3 separate regions of the Sus scrofa genome follow, and regions 2 and 3 are each linked to region 1. Evidence: chromatin contacts called from public HiChIP or PLAC-seq and promoter capture Hi-C data. All regions are on one chromosome and are shown on one strand. Each heading gives the region's core, a stretch centred on a gene start, on an enhancer-like site or on the middle of the called end of the contact. The rest is flanking DNA. Distances are from core to core; before and after follow the strand shown. Region 1 holds the start of DLG2 (disks large homolog 2). Region 2 holds the start of EED (polycomb protein EED). Region 3 holds the start of ME3 (malic enzyme 3).

Region 1 (4,488 bases), core at 1,379-3,878:
AAATTTCAGGAGTATTGGGCAAGGGAATCAGTGTGGATTAAGCATAATGGACACAGAGGATACTTAGTGATTCTCAGCATTTCATGTGCACAAGAACCTAAATGTGCATCGATAGATGACCTGATTAAGAAGATGTGGCACATATATACAATGGAATACTACTCAGCTCTAAAAAAAACCCCAAAATAATGCCATTTGCAGCAACATGGATGCAACTAGAGATCCTCATACTAAGGTAAGTAAGTTAGAAAGAGAAGACAAATACCGTATGTTATCACTTCCAAGTGGAATCTAAAATATGGCAGAAATGAACCTATCTACAAACAGAAAGAGACTCAGACATGGAGAACAGACTGTGGTTGCCAAGGAGAAGGGGGGAGGGAGTGGGATGCTTTAGGAGTTTGGGGTTGGTAGATGCAAACTATTACATTTAGAATGGATAAGCAATGAAGTCCTGCTGTTTATCCAACCTGCTGGGATAGACCACGGTGGGAAATAATATTAAAAAAAAAAGAATGTATATGTTTGTATGACTGAGTCACTTTGCTGTATAGCACAAACTGACACAACAGTGTAAATCAACTATAATAATAAAGTAGAATTATATGGGGAGTTTATTTGAAATTCAGTCTTTTGAGCTCTCTCCTGAGATATGTGGATTCAACAGAAAAAGGTGAAGACTAGAAATCTGAATTTTAACAGCATCAAGTGATTCTGATGCTAGTGATCAATGGATGCATGCTGAACATCACTGATTTGGCTGAATAAATAATATGTACCAATCCTAACCCTAATCATGAAAGGCCAGTTCATCTATGGCATCAACATCCTGAAGGTATGGGCTCTGAACTTTCTTGCTTTTTTTTTTTTTTTGGTCTTTTTGTCTTTTGAGGGCCACACCCGAGGCATATGGAGGTTCCCAGCTAGGGGTCGAATTGGAGCTACAGCTGCCCGCCTACACCACAGCTGCAGCAACGCCAGATCGAGCAGTGTCTGCAACCTACACCACAGCTCACAGCAACCTGGATCCTTAAGCCACTAAGCAAGACCAGGGATCAAACCCGCAACCTCATGGTTCCTAGTTGGATTCGTTTCTGCTGTGCACAGTGGGGCACTCCTCCTCTGAACTTTCTTTTGGTATTACACAATGAATAGTAATGGGGGAGGACAGAAAAAGAAAAGGAAAATATTGTACAAATCACAGTTTCTCAGGGACTAGATGTAATCTTTTGCCTCTGACATCTAAATGGTAAATGGGAATGAAGATTACAGCAATATCTAAGGCAGATGTCAGTAACATAATTAACCAGAAACTTTGGATAAATTTTTGTTTTGCTGGTATCCAGTTCACTGAAGTCTCTCATCCCTCACAAAGAAAACTTCCAGGCAATGACTTGTACCAATCTACACTGTCTATGCTCTCAGTATCTAGGGAACACAGACAACCAGGATTATGATCCTAAAATACTGAAACAGGACAGCAAACATTTATTGAGTGCCTGGTTTTGGGAAGGCACTGTTATTAAAGCAGAGAAATATACTGGTAACTTTCTAATACACTTTTTACAAGTATTGAAATGCAAAGATTTCGCTATAAACAACTTTTTATCTAAAAGTTAACCAGTGCAAGGCCACTCAACTGGTCACCACGATTGTACCAGTAACAGTGCCTGTGTGTAGGTTTATCTTCTAAAGTACTTTATGGCTTTATAGTGGGTTTATTAGAATTTTATTTAAAATTTACTCATCCTTTACTCAACATTCACCTGGTATTTGACAGTCCCCCGGTTAAGCAAGATGTGATCGTATTCTCAGAACCCAAAACCCAGGCAAAGGTCAGGACAACAGGGCCGGGAACTTAAACGCAGAACGTGTGTCATCAACAAAACAAAACACATAAGAAAAGCCAAACCGAACCAAGCCACGGAAAAGTGTGAGTAGGTTTCCCGGAGGAAGTGGCATTTAAACTAATATCCGAAAGAGGAAAATCTGGAGGGGGGGGTGGGGCTAGTGGAAATAGGTGCAGGGAGGTGTTTCAAGCTGAGGGAAAGGCCGGTGCAAAGGCACCGAGGCAAGAGAAAACAGACAGCATCAATTAGGAAGAAACTTCAAGTCTACTTTCTCTCCGCTTCTTTCCAAAGCAACTGGGCACTTAACCGAGCCGTGTATGGACTTCGGAGCTGTTCTCTTTAGACTTTCAAATCCCCTTTATACGCATCATTTCAGAAGTTTGCCAACACTGTGAGGGTGCAGAAGCCACCGCGCATACCACCTTCGGTTTCCACCTACCTTGGGCGCTTCTCCGGCTTCCACAGGCCCCACTTCTGCAGCTCCCAGGTCAGCCCCAACCCCACGTCCGAGCGCCGCCATTTTGGCGATTCACGTGACCAGCGGTGGGCGGGGACCCAGAACCCCCGGGGCGGGAAGTGGTGCCGGCTCACGCCTCTCGCCTGCAGCCCCAGCCCGCCCCGACCCAGTCAAAAGCCGCGCCCTCCATCCTGGTTGCGATTGGGCGCGGCATCCAGAAATTAGGGCCGCTCATTGGCTTCCAGGAGGTCCAGACGCCCGTGGGCCCGCCCCCCTCCCCGCCCGCATTCCCTTCTCCAGCTATTTGTTAGCCCAACTCCCTATTCTAGCATCCCAAAGGGGCGGTCCGAGCGTAGGGATTTTGCTGCGCGTTTTCCCCTCCTTAGGGCACCTCCGTTAGCTGTGGCTGAGCTGCCCGCCCCTTTCACTCCTTCAGGGTGCTCCCCCTCTGGCCTGGTCCTTGTGTTGAGGCTTCACGGGCACCTCCTCCCTATAACCCCCAGCCGGCAGCCAGAGCAGCCCCGACCAGCTTCGTCCTCACAGCCTTCAGACTCTCCACCTCAGTTTTTAGTTCCCTCATATTCCATCCTTTCACCCCGCTTGGAAAGGGACCACAGAGAAATTTGTACCCCTCCCCCCGGCTCTCCGAGAAGACCCCCCCCCCTTTGCCAGCCGATGTTTCGGGGCGGGGGGCGCTGCTGTAAGGAGGCCTGGCGCCCTTTTGTGCACGTTCAGTGGCCAGCAGTATCTCCCGACCAGCAGCCCCCGACCCTCCAGTCTCCACGTCTTAGAGAAGCCAAATTCGAGAGTTATATAATTGCTAGTGCTGCTGTTTCTCCTGCCTGAGGAAACACTTCATCGCGTGGAGGGTGCAGGACATTTGTGCTCTTCTATATGAGAACGGGGTGTGGGCAGGGGTGGCCAGCGGTAGCAGAGAGATTCCTTGTCTTCTCTGCAAAAGCAAGGTGGGTAGTTTGGAGAGAGACTGAAAGAAAAAGGGTGGATGTGGAAGCCAAGCAGCCGAACTCTCTCATTTAGGAAACCGCGAACCGTTTGCACAGCTTATGCTCACATGCCTATTACTACTACAGCGTCTCAGAAAACACCTTTGGGGGAAGGTTTGACTTGCCTCGAACAGTCTCAGTGTTTTTCCTCGCCGGACAGGGAGCTGCTTGGATGCGAAGAGATGGCATGATGTGAATGACTCCAGTGTGAAGAAATCTTCGCCAACTCATCCTGCATCAAGTGCCCATTGAGTAGCACTGTCACTTTAATGTCTCCATGCCAAGGGATTGCTTTCCTTCTATTCAATCCTCTCGGTTAATACATGGGAGGATCAGAATCAGAGGGGCATTAAGGATCAAGCCTGAGGGGCTTGGAGAGCACAGAAGAAAAAAATGAAAGTGACAGCAAGCTGGATTCTGTCTTACTGAGGGGGTGAGATCCCGAACTTGTGGTCCAGTAAACAGAAGGGGGGGGGGGCCTTTCAGTCTGTCTTCTGCCCCAGAAAACTGTCGAAACTCACCCACCTTTTTAGAGGCTAGAGTCTAAAAAGAGGTTTTTAAAGCATTTTTTTTGGAGGGGGTGTGAGGGTTTTACGTTTTTCTCTAAAGAATTGAGTTCATTTTTGAATTTGAGCATGTATTAAGTAATGAGACAGCTGTGTAAATTTGGTTTGTGCCTTAATTGAGTTAGTCATTGAACTTCCAAAATGTTGCTGCCTGAAGAGGAGTTTTAATAATGTTTTCTACGCTGACAATAATTTTCTTTTTAAACAAAATAAACATTTTATAAACACCGAAAAACTCAAAAGCTATTTTTCTTTAAACTCTGTGGGCAGCAGTGTCAAAGTTTGTGGGAAGAATACATCATTTTTTCCTTATTTGAAAGAGAAGACAGCCTGGATTTCCAACAGTAAAGTGGTTTGCAACAGTTACCTGGCTCTTGGCCTCCATCCAGCTGGATCAAGTTGATACCTGAAAAGAGATCCTGACTCCTGTGGCCTTCGAAAGACCCAAGAATGCCAGTCAAGAAGAGAGGTGGGCTAAGAGGCTTCCTATATAATAATATGCTTCTCCTTTTTCTTGGTTCTGGTATTTGCAGTTCAAATTGTGTTCCGTTTGAGAGTAAAATTTTGCTTGGGATATAGTTATTGTAATAATGTCTTTTCTGTGGTTCATG
Region 2 (4,287 bases), core at 494-2,993, 580 kb before region 1:
ACTTTCTTAGAAAAGCCTCTAACTTGCCTTTTAAACTACTAGAGTCTCAGCTCTGCACTCGGACAAAATCTCCCAAAGGCCCGAACACTCCCCATCCTCTCAAAAGGACCCAGACCCCTCTGACCCTCTGCCATCTCGCTCTCTTAAACCACTCTCCTTCGCCAAGTTTCCGTTCACTCTCGGCCTCAGCTCAAAACCCCCTTAGAAACAAGTTCGATTTTCTCCTCCACGCCCGCGTTTTCCTGAGTAGAGTGTGACACCTCTCCCTCCCCCCACAGCCACCAGCCCGCCCCCACGCCTACAGTTTAAAAAGAATTTAAAACTTTCACTCCGGAGTCCCATCTGAACTGCTCAGAACTGCACTCACATTCTCGTCTCCAGAGAGGTCCGGGTTGCTGTTCTCGTCGCTGCTCAGCTTCTGCTTCTTGGCCGCAGGCATGTCTGTTCCCGCCGGCGCTGTCGACACTTCCCTCTCGGACATATTCCTCCGCCTCCCTCCAGGTTCCTGCCGCCTAGGGCGGGGCCTCCGCCACACCGCCGTCAAGCAAGCCCGGCCGGAGCTTGCCGCAAAGTTGCCACTGCCGCCGCCACCTCCACCGCTCCCCCCACTGTCGCAAACCGCGCCCAGCCGCCGAGGCGGGCGTGCGTGCGACCCCGCCACACTGCTGAAAAAGGGGCGCGCGCGCGCGCGCCCTCCCGCGCGGCTTCCTGGATCCTTCCCTTTACCCACTCCCGTCTTGCCCTTTTCCCGCCGCCCTCCCGGCAGTTTGCACGGAGAGGTGTGATCCGTTGGCTTTCAAGGGCAGTATTTCGTACGTTCCCCTTCCCCACGACCGCGTCGAAAAAAGAGAGGCGGAACTCAGAAGGATGCCCCCTCACCCCCTTCCTCTTTCCAAAGACGTTTCAGTCGCAATTGGCCCAATCCTTCGATCCCCGACCCGCTGCAAGGACTCGAAAGTCTGTGGAATGGACTAGACCACCAATATCCTAGGGGACGGGGGAAGAGATGAGAAGTCACCTCTTGATTTAGGGGTATATGGCAAGTGTCCATAACCTTAACCTCAGAGGCTAACGCTCTCAAATTGTTCATGGACCTGTTCACAATCTCATTTTCGGGTGAGAATAGAAATTTAAAACTGTAGACTGTTTCTCACTTGCCTCCCCTGCCTAACAAATGGAAGTTACCCGCTCATAGGTGCGCATGCGCTGGGGCGTATTCTCGCGCTTGGTTGTCCGGACCCGCCTCCTCCAAGCCCCGCCTCTTCGAAGTCTTTGCTGAACCAGGTAGTCTTCCACCGGGTTTCCGTAGCCTAAGATGGATTTCAAAGCGGTACCAAATCGTAGTCCCTGAATGCGTCATAATTTTTTTTGATGAATATTTATTCTGGTGAATATTTATTACGATGAATGATTATCCTCGTCCAATTGGTGCTACTATTGAGAAGAGTTTAAGTAAGAATATCCTAAAACTATAATATCCTAGACTCCAGTGAGTTACAGCTCAAAGTACTCCTTTAACTGTTAAAGGGTTATCAAGGCCCTGGACAATGCCAAGGCCCAAAAATCAATGGTCATCTCCAACTTTGTTTGAAACTGTGAGACTTAAGTGACGGCAAATCCGATACAATAAAATTTTAGGTGCAGGCCACAAAACTGTTAGATTTCATCAAAATCTGGGCGCTTGACAGATGCTAAATAAATTGGTGATCCTGGTGAATTTGTTAGATGGGTCATTAAGCCACATAACTGAACAACAAAGAAAAAAAAAAAAGAAAGGTGCGTGATATTATATGTTTTTTCCTCTTTTAAACCTCATTACATAGCCTGTTGGATAAACAGTTGAGAGTGCCCCATCTATTAAATTCTAGTGTACTTGAACTACTTTTGCATGATGCTTTAACATAGAGAATATTATCTGTTTCATTAACTGCGGATTGCAAATCACTCTTTCTTTTGGAGATAGGGAGAGGATTCTGTTGAGAATGAGAAAAGGTAAAGCAAAAAGCAAGGCAGAATAAGTTTTTTTTTTTGCAATGAAGACAAAAATGAGGCTGAAAAATTAAAGTCCATATCTTAATAATAGTAATTGCATTTATTTGTTGAAATCCTAACATTCCAGGCACTACTAAGCACTCAGTTGGTGAGAGAGAGAGAGATGAAACTGGTATAGAGTCAACCACTGAGAAACTAAGATGTGGTTTGGCATGACATTTTCATGCGCAGAAACAAACATACCCCGCTTGTCTCTTGAGAAGGATGTTTATGAAATATAGCTCTACCAAAAAAAAAAAAGGATAATGAGCTAAGGCATTTCTAATCCAAATTACTCTGTGTATTTGGGAATCAATGGGAGCTGGAAAGTGGAAATCACTTATAGTCATAAAATTAGAAAATTGCTGAACATTTGGGTAAAGGACACATATGGAAGGAAAATGCCTTTCGGCCTTCATGTTACCCAAAACGCGAAAATATTTTTAAAGAGTTTTATTAAAACTTGGAGAGATATCTTTTAAATGTGTCTGATGAGTCAGGGATAATATATGGAAATTGGTTTTATTCATTATTGCTAATGTTAAAAATTATTCTGGAGTTCCCCTTGTGGCTCAGTAGGAAATGAATCTGACTAGTATCCATGAGGATGCAGGTGTGATACCTGGCCTCACTCAGTGGGTTAAAGATCCGGTGTTGCCATGAGCTGTGGTATAGGTCACAGGTGAGGCTCAGATGTGGTGTTGTTGTGGCTGTGGTGTAGGCCAGCGGCTGCAGCTCTGATTTGACCCCTAGCCTGGGAACCTCCATATGCCACGGGTGCGACCCTAAAAAGACAAAAATTATTCTGACACTTGTGAGAACAGAAAAGAACTTCATTTAGGACTGTTGTAATAAGTGTCAAGACCGTCACAGGAGGAGAAAGAAATTGGGCTCAACTCTGAATACAGCAGGATTAGGTGGAGATTTATAATCATGGAGCGGAGTGGTGGGTAGGGGTGGGGACGGAGTGCAGGACATGCCACATGCAATATGCTGCTTTGGTATATTATTTTGAGCTGAAGGTACTTGAAAAACAGATTTCTTTGAGTCCCACTCATCTCCCTAAAGACAGATCCTCCAAAAGGAACTGAACTGTCACGAATCCCTTCCCCAGGGGTTGGGTCAGCCAGGGAAAGGTTGGCTCTTATCACAGAAGAGGAAGTTACAAGTCAGAAGTTGACACCACCCTCAGACAAACTTTGTCATGAACTGCCATCATCTCCCATCTATTCGAAGGGCTCATTCATCTTTCCAAAAAATGACTTACTCTCCCCTAAGCAGCATATGTCCCCTTACCCCTTCTCCTGTTGAGATGGTATCAGCTATCAAAGATTATTGCTTTTGGGGGATATTCATTTTTTCCCCCTCAATGGCCCTGTGCATATAATACTAAAAATGAGTCAATTTGTATACCTTTTTCCTGTTAATTTGGCTGTTTTCAGTTTATTCTATAGGCCCTGCTGTCAATTCTGGGAGGGTAGAGGAAGACATTCCTCCCCTATGGGGGCTTAGTGGATGGAAATTTACTAGAGGAGACATGAAGGGTAGGGACATTCTTCATTTGTTTGTCTTTTTATAATTATTTTTAAAATTTTTTAACTTAAAAAATTTTGTGTGTGGTTTTTTGGGGTGGAGGGTGGGGTGGAGTTCTTCCTAAACTGACTTGCCAAGGTTATCAGATATCAAGAATGGAGGGAGGATTCTTTCTAAACTGATTTCACAGAATTGTTGCTACATCTGAACTAGGCAGGCGGAAGGATAAGGACTAGTTGAGAACAGGGCTCAGAGGAGCCTCACTACAGTTTGTCTTTAGTCAAGCTCCTTTGAGCCCTCTTCTGATTTACCATATGGTATGCTAATTAGAGTGCTATTTTTATGTTATTAGTTTCAGTATAGTTACCTATTAAAAATCTTAAAAATTATAAGTTTGTTAGCATTGAATTCTTTTACTGTGAATAATTTCAGGAACCATCACAGTTGGAGTGGTCTTACAACCTGCATTTTACAAATGTGGACGCAATGGCTTAGTGTAATTAAACGTGTTGCCCCCAAACACACAGCTCTTCACAGTGGCAGAGCTAAGGATCATGTTCAAGTCTGATTGATTAGAAAGTACTTTTGCATCAGGATGAAGGACCGGGATTTATGTATTTCTGTTCACAGAGCTTGATATTTGGAACACTCAATCTTTTAAACACCACTGAAGAACATGAAAAACCTGTATTACTTGAGACAGAAAGAGCACCTAACTGGGGA
Region 3 (4,073 bases), core at 904-3,403, 940 kb before region 1:
CAGGAAAGAAGAACAATATTGCTAGACTTGTGTCTGGGTTAAGACAACATAGGCCACAGGTGGAGCCACATGAGAGAATCTTAGATGCAAGCTGTGTGTGCTTTGGTGAATAGATGGTATAAAAATTATATTGACTTTTTGGGGAAGCTTTGTTTACATCCTGGTTTCTAGTTGAGTTTCAGATGACTGAAGTTACCTATTAAATGTCCTCCAGGTGAGAAAGATCATTGAATCGAGGAAAGGCAGACCCACAGTTTTTGACTATTTGTTATGTGCCAGGTACCAAAGACGGACGTGTGCACACACACACAACACACACACACACACACACACACACACATACTCTAACCTCAAGATGTGTCCACTGGTGGGAAGATTAACAAATATAAAAATGGTGTTGAGAGGAAAATATCAGTTAATACCTCCAGTTGCAAGCAATCAAAATTCTGACTCAAACTGGTTTAGGAAAAAAAAAAAAAAGATCATTTATGTGTTTATGTAAATGACCAAGAGTAAACCAGACTTTAGGCATTTGAACCCTACTGAAATGGATTCTCTGTGGCTGGGGCCTGGAAATCTGTGCTGCCCCCGCCCCCTGCATTCCCCCACCAGGTAATTTCAATTCTGTTTTGGAATGTGCTTTTAGGTAGATAATTGGGCTGCAAATTGGAGATGGGACTGGTAAGGGGAGAGAAAGAAGGAGGCGATGATTGTGTCAAAGGATCGGAATCCTGATCCAGGCAGAGGCAGTTCCCAGCAGCACAATGTCTGCTGTGTACTTTGCGCACACGCTGAAGGCTGCTTGCGTGGGAGGTGAGCAGGGAAGTCAGTAGAGGACCCTGCCATCTGTCTGGCAGTCAGTCTGAGGGTTCATAGTCCTTATGAAAGTGGCTGTCATTTCCTTCATTCACCCAACATCTATTTATTGTGCAACTATGTACCAGTCATTAAGCTAGAGAGTGAGGATACAGGGGTTTACAAGCAAAGAGACTTTCCTCATGATGCTTACATTTTAGGGGGAGACAGTCAACAATGATTAGAAAATGAGCCGATTACTGGTTGTGTTGAGTTTTGCAAACAGAAAAGTCCTTCACCACATAATCCCTAGTGGAGGCTGACATTGGACTGGGTGGAGGAAAAACCTTCAAGCTGACAACTTAGTGGAGATCTGAGAGCATGGGCGGAGTGTGCCAAACAGAGGCAATAGCAAGTGCAAAGGCCCTGAGCTGAGAGAGTTGTGGTTGGGGTGGAAACACAGAAAGGGGCAAGCGTGGCTAGAGATCAGTGAGAGGGAGACTGGAGTGGGATGAGCCTGAAGAAGTTGGCAGGGACCAGGCTATGGGATAACTAGCAGACCCCAAAAAGAATTTGGATTTTATTCCACATGCAATTAAATGTTTGCTTTAATAGGAATTTCCTGGCTACTGTGTGGAAAAAGTGTAAAATTAGGTTCAGGATTAGATGGACTCCAAGGTTCTTGCCTGGTCCCAACAACCCATGTCATGCTCCTGGGGTCCCCAGGACTGTGGACCCTATATCATTGATGTCCCATAGAACTTTCAGTAAGGATAGAAATGTTCCACACCTGTGCTGGCCTAACCCAAAGCTCAGGTGGATCTCGAGTACCTGCTTTGTTGCTGGTTTAACTGAGGACGTGGAGTTTAAATTTTATTCCATTTAAATGGACTTGGGTAAATATATAGAGACGCGAGTGGCTAATGGCTATTGAACCTGACAACACAACACAACACTAAGCCCTGGGTGCCTGACGGTTTCTACTCCTTACCCAGAAGCCAGGGCCTTCTCCAAAGGGTGGGATTGTAAAAGGGGTTATTGACCCCTAAATGCCAAGCCCCCTCTGTGCATTTGGCTTGTCAAGTGGAGAGGTTGGGAGTTGGAGGGGTGGCATCCTGAGGTTCATTTTGGCACCGCGGAGGCACTGCACCTAGCTGTGAGGCTCTCCACGCGCACCCTGAGGGAAACCCCGCATTGCGAACAAAGGTTTCCGGACCTCTCTTTCCATAAAGCACCAGCCTCGCGCTCTCGCGGCCTCGGGCGCGGTACATTCATTGGCAGGAGGGAAACGGCCCCGCAGCGCCTCGCCCCGCCTGCCCCGCAGCCGGGTCGCGTAGACTCAGCTCCGGGCGCAGCACAGGTGGGCTGGGGAAGCCAGAGACCCAGGCGCGCCACCGCCACCGATCGGGATTGGAGGTGCGGGGAATCCTTGCCGCGCAGTCGCCGCTTTTTCTCTCGGGGACTGGGGCAGAGGTGGCGCGGGCTATTGCCCGCACGGGATCTACTTCCTGAGCTTGCTTTCGCTTTGCCCGGGGCTTGGCGAGGCCTGCGCGCCGCAAGCGCCGGGAGGGAGTCGCGCAGGTGGCCGCGGGGGAGGGGCAGGGGCTGCGCGGCTTGAACCCTGCGGACGCATCCCTGGCTGAGACTCTGTGCCCCTCGACGCGCGTAGGTCCCGGCTGGCCGGGCGGCGCCCCTGACCTTGGTTTCTCCCCGTGGCAGGTCTGCGCAAGGACCATGGGTGCGTCGCTGGGCAGCGGCGCGCGGGTGGCTCTCCTGCCCCGCCAGGCCTGCGGCGCCGTCCGGCGCTGGGCACCCCCCGCGCCCGCCCGAGGCTGCCACTCCAAGACGGGCCTGCCGCGTCCTGTGCCCCTGAAGAAGCGCGGATACGATGTCACCAGGAATCCGCATCTCAACAAGGTAACGGTCCCGGAGGGTGGGATGGCCCAAGCCGCTATCCAGCGCCGGCCGGAGGGCGCCCCGCCCCCTGGGCCCGGGAAGGATCCTCCCAGCCGCCCTTCCAGTGGCTTTCCATTTTTGCCGGGGGAAGCTTGCAGTAACTCGGTTTGGCTTGTATTTCTTCCTTTATTTTTTAACCACTCCTCTTCTCCCTGGAAAGAGGTGATCAGTAACGCAGGGAGCCCAATTTCTTCAAACATACAGACGGGGTTAAGGTCCTCATGACCAGTCCGACGTGGGGTCGGATCTCCCCTTGATGCTTAGTGATTCTGTTGCTCTTGGGCAGTTCATTTAATCACTGTCAGGCCAAGTTCCCCCTCCGTAAAAGCGGAAGCAGTTGTCTCAGCAGCATTGTGAGCTTTCAAGAGAAAATGGAGGCAGAGTCCTTAGCACAGTATCTGACACCCCGTGGGAGCACATGTCAGCTAAAATTGTAATTATTCTGAGAAAAAGGTTGATTTGAGCAGAGACCAAAAAGTCTAGAATTATAAGAACGTTTAGACCTTGAAGGGGCATCAGATATGCTAATTCAAACCTCTCCTTTTACAAATGAGAAAACAAGACAAAGGGAACTTGCCCAAGGTCACCAGCTAGTTTTGGCTCTGCCGCTGAAATCTGGGGCTGGATCTCTGGTGCTTGGGTCAAGTTCAGCTCACTGCTTGTTAGCAGTGCCTAAGAGCACACACGTTTGTTCCTGAGAGTCAAGTTTAGTATCACGGGTGTTAAAAACCCAGGAAGCCAGAGACTTGACGCCTGTCTCCGGGCACCTCCTCAAGTTAGCTTGGGCATCTCAATTTCTCTGAGTGCCACTTTCTGTTGCTTAAGGTGGATGTTAGACAAACCCACCATTCCTACCACATTCAGTTATTATGACAGTCAAATGAATTACTGAATTTGAAATCATATTTTAAACTATATAAAGTGCTTGGTAAATAAATAATTACTACAAAATAAGAACTGTAATAATTTCTTTGAATTAGGATTGTGAAAGTCAAGGGCGGAAGTTCTTGTGGAAAAGGTGTTTTTGAGAAATAGGGACAATTATGTCAATGTTCAGTATGTGACTGTTTCCTGCAGAATTAATAGAAGAGGCTGAGAAAGGAATTTTTTTCTCTCAACCTCCACCTATCACACAGTGCCCCCTGCTTCCTCCCAAAAAAGGAACCCTAAATCCTATGTATATTACAACTTTGGAATGGGTGGGGTGTTTTATGAATTTAAATTTGCTTTGGTAAAAGTGTTAGCAAAATGAACTCAAACTGGCTTAGCCAATAAAAGCCTTCTTCAACTCACTATTTAGAGGAAGGAGGGGTTGCAGGTGA

The links. Promoter capture Hi-C pulls out the DNA fragments that hold promoters and counts their contacts. HiChIP or PLAC-seq counts read pairs in DNA pulled down with a chosen protein or histone mark.
Region 2: a contact with region 1 is called in a promoter capture Hi-C map of liver, with 8 times the contacts expected there. The contact joins the promoter of EED here to the promoter of DLG2 in region 1. A contact is called at or near these places in 1 of 5 promoter capture datasets (liver), 1 of 47 Hi-C or Micro-C datasets (heart right ventricle) and 1 of 2 datasets of contacts at active chromatin or transcription factors (alveolar macrophages).
Region 3: an H3K27ac HiChIP or PLAC-seq map of alveolar macrophages shows a contact between it and region 1. The contact joins the promoter of ME3 here to the promoter of DLG2 in region 1. A contact is called at or near these places in 1 of 5 promoter capture datasets (fetal liver) and 1 of 2 datasets of contacts at active chromatin or transcription factors (alveolar macrophages).

What each region holds. Positions count from the first base shown.
Region 1 is chr9:19,545,557-19,550,044 of Sscrofa11.1, reverse strand. DLG2 (disks large homolog 2) reads left to right here and starts at 2,628. Exons shown (of 27, transcript XM_021102307.1): 1 at 2,628-4,346. The coding sequence starts at 4,328. TMEM126B (transmembrane protein 126B) reads right to left here and starts at 2,381. Exons shown (of 6, transcript NM_001243600.1): 1 at 2,290-2,381. The coding sequence starts at 2,370.
Region 2 is chr9:20,120,533-20,124,819 of Sscrofa11.1, reverse strand. EED (polycomb protein EED) reads right to left here and starts at 1,743. Exons shown (of 12, transcript XM_013979229.2): 1 at 368-1,743. The coding sequence starts at 481.
Region 3 is chr9:20,487,095-20,491,167 of Sscrofa11.1, reverse strand. It overlaps ME3 (malic enzyme 3), which reads left to right and starts at 2,153. Exons shown (of 16, transcript NM_001244258.1): 1 at 2,153-2,211; 2 at 2,515-2,712. The coding sequence starts at 2,530.